Linked DNA regions of Triticum aestivum: region 1 is linked to region 2. Evidence: chromatin contacts called from public Hi-C data. All regions are on one chromosome and are shown on one strand. The core of a region is the stretch at or near the end of the contact, and the rest is flanking DNA. Distances in the headings are between cores, read along the strand shown. Region 1 holds the start of LOC123166828 (F-box protein At-B). Region 2 holds the start of LOC123164033 (probable amino-acid acetyltransferase NAGS2, chloroplastic).

Region 1 (4,433 bases), core at 651-3,150, 270 kb after region 2:
AAGTCGTCTTTATATATGAAAAACAGAAAATTGTAAATCTACAATTAACAATTAACAATGATACAATGAAAATTAAAGGGCCAATACATGATGTAGAAAGCAGCTCTGGGAGAAAAAATTGTCACAAACAAAAACATTATATGACGTGCAAGGTATTTTTTTTGGAATTAACCGATGCGGCAGTTAGCTTTTGTAGCGCAACATAGGTGGAAAAAAAGACTACTGCTAGTAGAATATACTAAAATGGGAAGGGAGAATACACTACCTACACCTAACTATCATAGATGACATGAACAAAAATTTATCAGAGATGGGTATAAAAAATTATGACGAGTCACTTTCTCATACTATCATGGAGCGCATGAACAAAAAAAGTGAACAAATTCAATATATAGGTTAACAAATAGGTATCAATCCCATGTTTGTCATATGAAATGATGCAGCAAGGAACACACAGTTTGGCAGGTCAGTAAGGCAAATGTGATGCAGTTCTTAGCCAAATATGTGATGCAGTTCTTAGCCATACTTCTGCAAAAAAATGCATATAATCCTTTGTCCCACAAAAATAAATGTAAGATGAGTTGTAGAAAAATAACTTTCAACCCCAGTAGGTTACTAAAAACAGGAGAAGTAGGTAAAAATCAAAGCAATGCGGCCTACAAAACACACCGCGTTACAAACTACAACAGAAAAAAAACCTACAACTAGAAAAACACAAACCGGGGATCACACTACCTACACCTAAGAAACTCACAGAGGGGAGAATTGACCTACACCCTTTAAATCAAGTCTACTAAAGACACACGACAACATGACATACATGTTCTTGTATATTCTACTAACTCCAACTTAAGAAAACTTAAAGAATCAACTTAAGAATACACTGCTCCATGGATAAGAAGGGATAGAGGGCGTTTCCAATGATTTAGAATAAAAGCCTTCAATAACGGGTTTCCAAATGGGTCTAACCATGCATCTGTTTGAGACCTCGTGATTTTCCAATAAACACTATGCCACCCCTATCCCGCACCCCTCCCAAGAACACAAACCAATCCAGCCGGTCGATGGGTCTGATCTAACGAAATACAATCAAGGAGATAGAGGATCTAAAAAAGCCTAATAAAAGCAGGACGGGCATAGCGCAGAGGGAGCTAATCTACTTGAAATCTAGGTTATACCTCAAATCAGGAAAACCTAAAAAAATAGGGGTGCGGAGGGGGGGGAGGACAAAAAACTCACTTTATCGCCATTCCCAGCCATCTCTTCACCTCGCGGGAGTGAACAATCCTCGGTCGACTCCTTCATGCTCACCTTGACTCCTTCCTACTCGCGGCGGCCCTAAAAGAAGACAAAAGGGGAATGGGGAGAGGAGGAACAGAGAGAGGTGGCCGAGGAATGTAAGTGATAAAAGAGGCAGCGAACAAAGCACCATGTCCCCTTCGTTTCTACAGAAGGCAGGCCAACACTAAACCACAAAAAAGTCCATGAAAACGGCCATCAACACAACAAAACAATGGTTGAACAAAAAATTGGCCTAACAAAAAGCACGCCCGACTCGAACGGGCCGGCAACCGGACTCCAACGGGAAACGGGACCGCGGGACGAAACGAAGCGAGGTAAAGTTTACACGAAGACTACAACAATATATCGAACGAACCATGACTTAGATGAGACATTGTTAAATCGGACATTTTGCAAAGTATTGAGCAGCTGCCACACATAGAATGTTTTGAAATTTTCAGATACCTAGCGCTAACCTTTTTATTCCAAGAAAGAACAGCAGGTCCGGTTTATTGGTTTATTTCCTCATTTAGAACAGTATAGCAGATTAAAACCAAATAGAACGACGGCAGAGGGCCCACATGTCATAGCCACACAGAGGGCCCGCGAGCCGTGGTGGTACATCCAGCCATCCAGGGACAGTCTCCGCGCATCTGACTCTAGGTCTGAAAGCAAGGAGCTATGGAGAAGAAGCCCCGCGCCGCCGGCGACGACCAGGGCGGCGGCGAGGCCTCCGGCAGCGTCGGAGGAGGCCTGGTCGACATCCTCCCCGAAGCGCTCCTGGTGGAGGTCGTTGGCCGGGTGGGGCTAGAGGCCGCCTGCTCCGCCGCCGCATCCTGCCGCGCCCTCCGAGGCGCCGCCGGTGCCGCCTTATCCTCCGTCGCATCCCTAGACCTCTCGGTGAGCCTCGTCGCTCCCCCTCTCTCGCGCTCCCCGCCTCCCGCCAGAGAGGTCTCCCTTTAATCTGGGGTTTGGTTGCTGTTGCAGGCGTTTACGCCGACGAATGCTATCGCGAATAGGATTCTTGCCGGTAATGGCAGGCTCCGCAGCCTCACCGTCAATTGCAGCCTACTCAACGACTCCGCGGTCGCTGCTATTGCGAAGGAGAGCCTCCGCGAGCTCTCGCTGCTCAAGTGCTCGTCGTTCTCTCCGTACCTCTTTGTGGTGATTGGTGAGAGGTGCACCAATTTGAGGTATGATTCTTCAGCAATTGCTTGTTTGTTTATGCTACGGGCTAGACTACAGTAGGACTTGTGGTGGTATTAGCTGATATAGGGTTAAGAAATCATGTTTGAGTAGTAGTTAGGACCTCAATAAATACAAGGGACAGTGCTGTGCGTAACTGAGAGAATCGTGGTGGACTCGGCGTGGAGGGAGTGGTCTGACTTGCCATTTCAGGTGGTCTGACCAGAGTCTCTCGTGGGTGTCGACTTTGTTGGGATATCAAATAGTATCAGGGGAAGAGTGCCCACATAACAGAAGAGATCCCAGGGGATTTAGGTTTTGGCTGAACCTCGTCAACAAAACCCGGTGTCAATCAAGGTTCAACATATCGTATATTGGTTTTGTATCGGTTTGGCTTGAACATATTGGATGTTGGATATAGGATGATATATCGGACGATATGTTGATATATTGGAGAAAATATATCTGTTTTTTTTTCAATATTGTTATTCAAAAATATATTTTTAGTGAAAACAAAAGGTATGGTGTCAATGATCTAGCATAATAAATTTAGGTTTCTAGTTTATGAACGTGTTAATTAAGAAACTATTTAAGTCAGATTCACAAAATCCTCACTCTAAGATTAAAAACAATATGTTATAGATGTGTTTCTACAAAACATTATGCACGACTTTATATATAATATATTTTTCACCGCTTTCTGATAAATAATTGTGTTCATCGACGTACCGGTCTATATCAGTGGGCATATCGGGCCAGATATCAGCCATATTGGTCGATATTTCGGTCCATATCGGTCGATATTTCGGTCCATATCGGATGATATGTGTTAAAATGATATTTACAAAATGATATATTATGTTTATATCGATAGAGTCCCAAAACTGATATATCGGCCTACTTATATCTACGCTGCATGACCTGGTACCATGACTAGTGGAAGTGGAAGTGTGGAACCAAGCAGCCATGTTGTTAATTGTGGAAGTTAGCATAGGCACTAAGCCATGGAAACTAATTTCGTAACAGTTCATTTCTTGAGAAATTGGATTAGGTGCTATTTAACTGTTGCCTAGTATTACTGCATTGTAAGGTTTATTGTTGCCCGGGTGGGATGTGCATTGGGGAAATTTGATTTGTACCTGGTATAGTGATTGGTTATGTTTCCGTTCTCTAAAAAATGGTTTGTTTTCATCTTGACCCAAATCGTGAGAAGTCTGAGCGTATTGTATTTATATTCAGATCAATTACACTGGAGATGGCAAACTTGAATGGCAGTGAACATTTTGTGATCTGCCGTAAGTCCATAGCACACATGTTCAAAGGATGTGATTACTTGGAGGTGAGATGTCTTTGTCACATATGAACATGATACACTTCTTTACCTATAATGATGGAAATGACGACATTGCATGTTTGAATAGTTTTTAGATTAGTATCTTTGAGTACAATTTAAGTAAAAAATCAATCTTCGAGTGCTAAAGCATATATATAAAAGGTCAACTAATATTCGCCATGGATTTTGAGTAATTACAGTTGGAAGAAATTAATTTGGTTGCTGTGTGTGTATGCCTAATCTGTCTTTCCAAATCTATGAATGCAGAATCTTTCCCTGAAATTCCCTCTGCTACCTCCAGGCTCTGTTGATTTTGATTCTTTGGTGCCTGTTATACCTAGTACTATCAAGGTACTATTGCTAATGCCTGTGGCCAATTGGCAAGCAAAGAAACTCTTTCCAATAAGCCCATCTCTGAAGACACCCTTCAGTGACAGTCTAGAATCACTGTCTTTAGTTCTGGACATAATAACGGATGAACTTGTTACCTTCATCACTAGAAGTCTCTCAAACTTACTTGAGCTCTGCCTAGAAGACAACCCGGGGAGTGAAGCAGATCTGGACAACGATCTGACTAATATTGGGCTGCAAGCACTTGGTTTATGCCAGAACTTGACACATTTATCTCTTACGC
Region 2 (4,686 bases), core at 2,074-4,573:
TTTCAGTTCGCCATTTCAGAAGAAGTATACAAACCCACTCAAACATTATTATCTCAAGACAAGCAAAAGAAAAAAGATGCCACATAGAGGTTCATAATCTTAATTTTAAGCTTTACCTAAGTAGTTCCAAATTCCAAAACTTGACACTCATATAAGTACATAATATTAATACCTCGCGATGGGTTCAGTTAGTTTTTTTATTTCTGATCTTATGTACCGTCCGATGTGTGACTTGGCGGTTCTGTTAGTAATGAAGTTATGTCTGATCTGATGTATAGTCGATGTGTGCATTGGCATATTATCCCTTTCAACTGCATCTATCATTGGACAGTCATACTTATTTGAAAATAAGTTAACAGCCCCTCGTGCACCACTAGGGGTGCTTAACGCCACTTCGCCAACTGGCCTCTACACTTTGCAATGGCCACTTTGCCAAAAACAAGTTAAGAATACGCCTCCAACTTTCAGGGCTAATCTTTCAAGCGTCAGATGGGTCCCTTATATCTGCCTTTGACTACTCTTAGTAAAAAAAATTGCATCTAGAAATAGATGAAACCGATATGGTACCGAAAACCAGTATAGTATGCCATGCTAACCTTAGCACCCAGGAAGTTTCCGCTTGCAACATTGTCGGAGATTTCGTGCCAGCGACCATTAACACCATGTCGACGAAGATCTAACATTGGGGGACCAGGAGATAGCTTTGCTTCTATAGTAAGGCGTATTCTGCCAGCTGCCTCCATCGCAGCATCTAATGAATCAGAATCTGTAATACGGTAACGACCACCATAATTGGCCTTCTTTCCTGAGAAATTCATAAAGTGAGCTCCTTCACCACCATGCACACATGTAGTACAATCACCAATACTATTTAAAGAAAAGACATGTGCAACGACAAATCATCAACCACGGCATCAATACAAAGTATAGCACTGGTTTTGTAGCTTTTACTTTGCAGTACTTCGCCAATCATCAACACTATAAGAACCAAGAAATGACTTCAATACTTAATCTCCATTTCCAAAAGTGTGTGCTGAACCGAAAAATAGAAAAACCATATATGAGATGAGACAAACTATGACTGGAATGCGCCACGATACTTATGCTATTAAACTGACTGGATATATCTCCCTCGATATGCTATATATATGCAAAACAAAAAACAGGATGTTCCTCCATACGTAATCTTTATCCAGAGCTCACTCAGCCGTGCTTATCCGAAATAATACCCCCACTTTCCTTATATGCCACCAAATACTTGTACTAACTTTAAGTTAGTACAAAGTTGTACTAAAGTTGAGACACTTGTTTTCGGACGGAGGGAGTATCAAATACGGCATATAGAAATAAATAAATAAATAAGCAAATAGGTTCAAACACATCAATGAACTTGTGAGATTTGTGGGATGTGAAGAAGAATCCGTTTTGTTTTGTTCCAACGGTAACCAAACAGACACTTCAATAGTGTGGACGTTCATAGAAAAACGTATCTATTCAAAGCATTTTAGCATATAAAAGAGTAAAAAGATGCAAATCTTCAGCTAACCTCTATCAGCCAAGAGCTTATCAATCTGAACATGCGTTCCAGGAACAAGAACAAATTTGATCCCAAGACCATGTAGAAGCGATATATCCTGCATGTTGAAATAATGTGAATTTCATGGAACTACACATAAGTTGTCAAAAGTATATAAAAAAAATACATTTTAAAGAAAATTTCAACAAAACTACGTTCTTTAAATTAACACAGAACTACACCTTTAGTGAATTGTCATTTCAGCCAATGAACACTGACTAAGCCATTATGGTAATGTCATGGACCAGGGTTCATGAAAGGTAACACCTCAGAAAATCTTTATTAGTTATAAATCTTGTTTTAGAAGGAGGAGCAGGTCAACCTATCCAAACCCAGGCTCAGCAACCCGGGTGCAAGATTTTTTTCTTGGTAATTTTCATGTACAGTGACACTACCCCATCATGAGATGGAAAATATATGTGGTTTTACACCGGGACACTGGGTCATTTTCTCTCTGGGGTCCGCACCTTCCAAGATATTGTTAACGACAATATTCAACAGAAATGTTTTGATGACAATGACTGTTAGGCGCAGTGAAAGTAACACGAAATACACGTGCAGCAGTTAATTTATTTATTATCTTCTCCAACAAATCAGTGAAGGAGGCAGAGCTGGTTTGAACTTAGATGAAACTAGCTTAACCACTCATATCGCAACCAGCCGTCGGTTTCTCTCTCGACGTTGCTCTCTTCTTTGCAGCAGAATTATTATAAGAAAGCAACTGTGCTGTCCAGCTCGAACAATGACACAGCGAAATCGAGGCCGCGGAGATGGCCTCAAGTTCACTCTCTTGAAATATGTCCAGCAAGATTATGCGATCCACGGTCCAACCTCTTTAAGAATTCCTAACTCGGCATGTGCATGCTGAATTCGGAACAAATCTGCAAAAATCCCTCTCTTGTTGAACGATCCCATCAAAATGGCATTTGAGGTGAAACCAAAAACTAAGCAATCAAAACAGTGAAGAGGCGTGCAGAATCGCTGTCAGCCCACAGCACCGAAATGCGAATCATCCATTTCCGCGAAAGCGGACGGGGGACCATTCGCGGGGGGAGAGCGACGGGTACCTGCAGAATGCCGTCGAGGTGGGGCCCGGCGACGACCTCCCCGGAGATGACGACGACGAAGGTGCTCCCCCGGTGGCCCCGGATGTACGGCCAGGCCTCCCGGAACCACCCGACGAACCTGCCCCCTTCGTCCGCCTCCGCCTCCCCACGACCTAGAGCCCCATCGCCGAATAACCCCGCTCCACCGCAGCACCGCACGCCCGTTGCACGCCGGCGCCGCGACTCAGGGGCGCGCGTCCCGACCCTCCAGGGCCGCGGCCGCGTCGACCCCGCCGGCGCCCGGGAGGGCTCGCCGGCGAAGCGCGCGGCCGCGCGGGCGAGGGACGCCGCCGCCATCGGGGGGGTGCAGGCGAGATTCAGCGGGGGCTGGTACATGAGTGCGGCGGGCTGGCTTGGCGTGGCGCTCAGGCCGTACGCGGCGAGACGAAATGTAGAGAGAGAGAGTTGGAAGCGGCGATCGGCGAGCGATGTGGCGCGCGGAGACGGGGTTTGGGTCTGGGTTTGGGTTTTGCTCAGAAGAAGTGGGGGAGTGGGATATATACGCGGGGTCGTGTTGACCGACGCTTTGGGCTTCTTGTTTGCTTCCGTGGTGGTGACTGTGATCCGACGGTCCGCGCCGGCGGCGTTCGCGTCTGGTGGAGGTTGGTCTCGGCTCGGGGGCGGCATCAGCCAATGCCAATGCCCATGCGCGCGGTAGGTGAGAGACGCGCGGCTTCTGCGCGCGTGCAAGGGCCAATCCGAAGAAGCACTCACTCACTATATTATCCTGCGGCCACGAATACGATTATACGAGTTTCTCGACGCTTGCGGTCGGTCAGGTCATGTCACCGTGACAAATTGCCTTCTTTGACGTTTGTGCACTGCACGGCCCGGCTTTTCTCGAAAAAACGTGCACTCGAAAAAATCAATCACCTTTGGCGTGCCCTCGAAAAAACGTTTGTGCACTGCACGGCTTTTCTCCCTAGCCCTCGTTCGGTCATTGTAGCTGAATGCCGGGCCAAAATCACTATTTTCATCTTATTTTAGGACCATGTGACCCTCCGTTTAGAAGTTTTGTATGATCCGACCCTCGTGTCTATCCACGCACGCATCAGCTGTAGTTAAAACCGGGCGAACGTCGGGCCGGGCCGGGCTTGTAAAAGCCCGACCTTCATTTCTCAAGCCCAAGCCCGGCCCGAAGCCTGAAATACTCCCTGTTTTTAAGCCTGAGCCCGTCCCGAAATCAAGCCCGAAGCCCGAAAGCCCGGCTCGAACGTTGTTTTTTAGTACGCGCACGTGCAAGCCCGGTCCGAAATACAGAAAAATTGAAGCCCGAGCCCGGCCCGAAGTATCTTTCGGGCTGCAAAACAAAGCCCGAGCCCGGCCCGAATGTCAAGCCCGACCCGGCCCGGCCCGGGTTTAGCTGTAGGGTTAATAACTGGGTCGAAACTGCATAATTTTTCCGGAGCCACAAGCGAGTATGCCCTCCGCCTGGATTTATTAAGCCCCTTTTATTTTGAGTCAAAGTTTGACAACGAATTTAACTAATAAATATAAATGTCACAAAAATTATATCATTTTTAGCCATCTCTTTATAGGTACGATAGGGAACTAATTTCTGAGTTATTGCTGTTGTCCCTTTTACTTTTCAACTCATACAATGTTGCTAATTTGGAGTTAGTATAGTAAATCTACTGATTTGGAGGTCTTTGTTATGTAGTCCAGTTTCTTCATGCTTGCATTTGTCCATGTTTCTCTTCTATTTCCATCATTGAGAAGTTGAGATGTTGGTTTGGACGATATTCTGATGCTGGTAGGTTAGAGACCTTCATGTTTATTGTAAAGGATTGTTCTCTTTTTCAGCATGAAGGCTTCTTCATATTTCTTGTAAAGGATTGTGTATGTAAAAACTAAAAAAGTACCAATCAACAAACATTTTTCTTGTAGAGACGTGCGTGCACGTGCAAGGCTATTAGTATCATAGAAAATCTTTTTCAAATACAAATCCAACAATATACTTTGTGTAGCATATCCTTTATATATTTTTAGTCAAATACGGTTGTC

Evidence for each region. A called contact is a pair of places that touch in the nucleus more often than the background predicts.
Region 1: a contact with region 2 is called in a Hi-C map of leaf, with 6 times the contacts expected there. The contact joins the promoter of LOC123166828 here to the promoter of LOC123164033 in region 2. A contact is called at or near these places in 2 of 5 Hi-C or Micro-C datasets (both in leaf) and 1 of 1 datasets of contacts at active chromatin or transcription factors (leaf).

Annotation. Positions count from the first base shown.
Region 1 is chr7D:206,703,671-206,708,103 of IWGSC CS RefSeq v2.1, forward strand. LOC123166828 (F-box protein At-B) reads left to right here and starts at 1,901. Exons shown (of 4, transcript XM_044584633.1): 1 at 1,901-2,181; 2 at 2,269-2,474; 3 at 3,706-3,805; 4 at 4,067-4,433. The coding sequence starts at 1,963.
Region 2 is chr7D:206,433,837-206,438,522 of IWGSC CS RefSeq v2.1, forward strand. LOC123164033 (probable amino-acid acetyltransferase NAGS2, chloroplastic) reads right to left here and starts at 3,324. Exons shown (of 10, transcript XM_044581456.1): 1 at 2,644-3,324; 2 at 1,547-1,634; 3 at 597-805. The coding sequence starts at 3,309.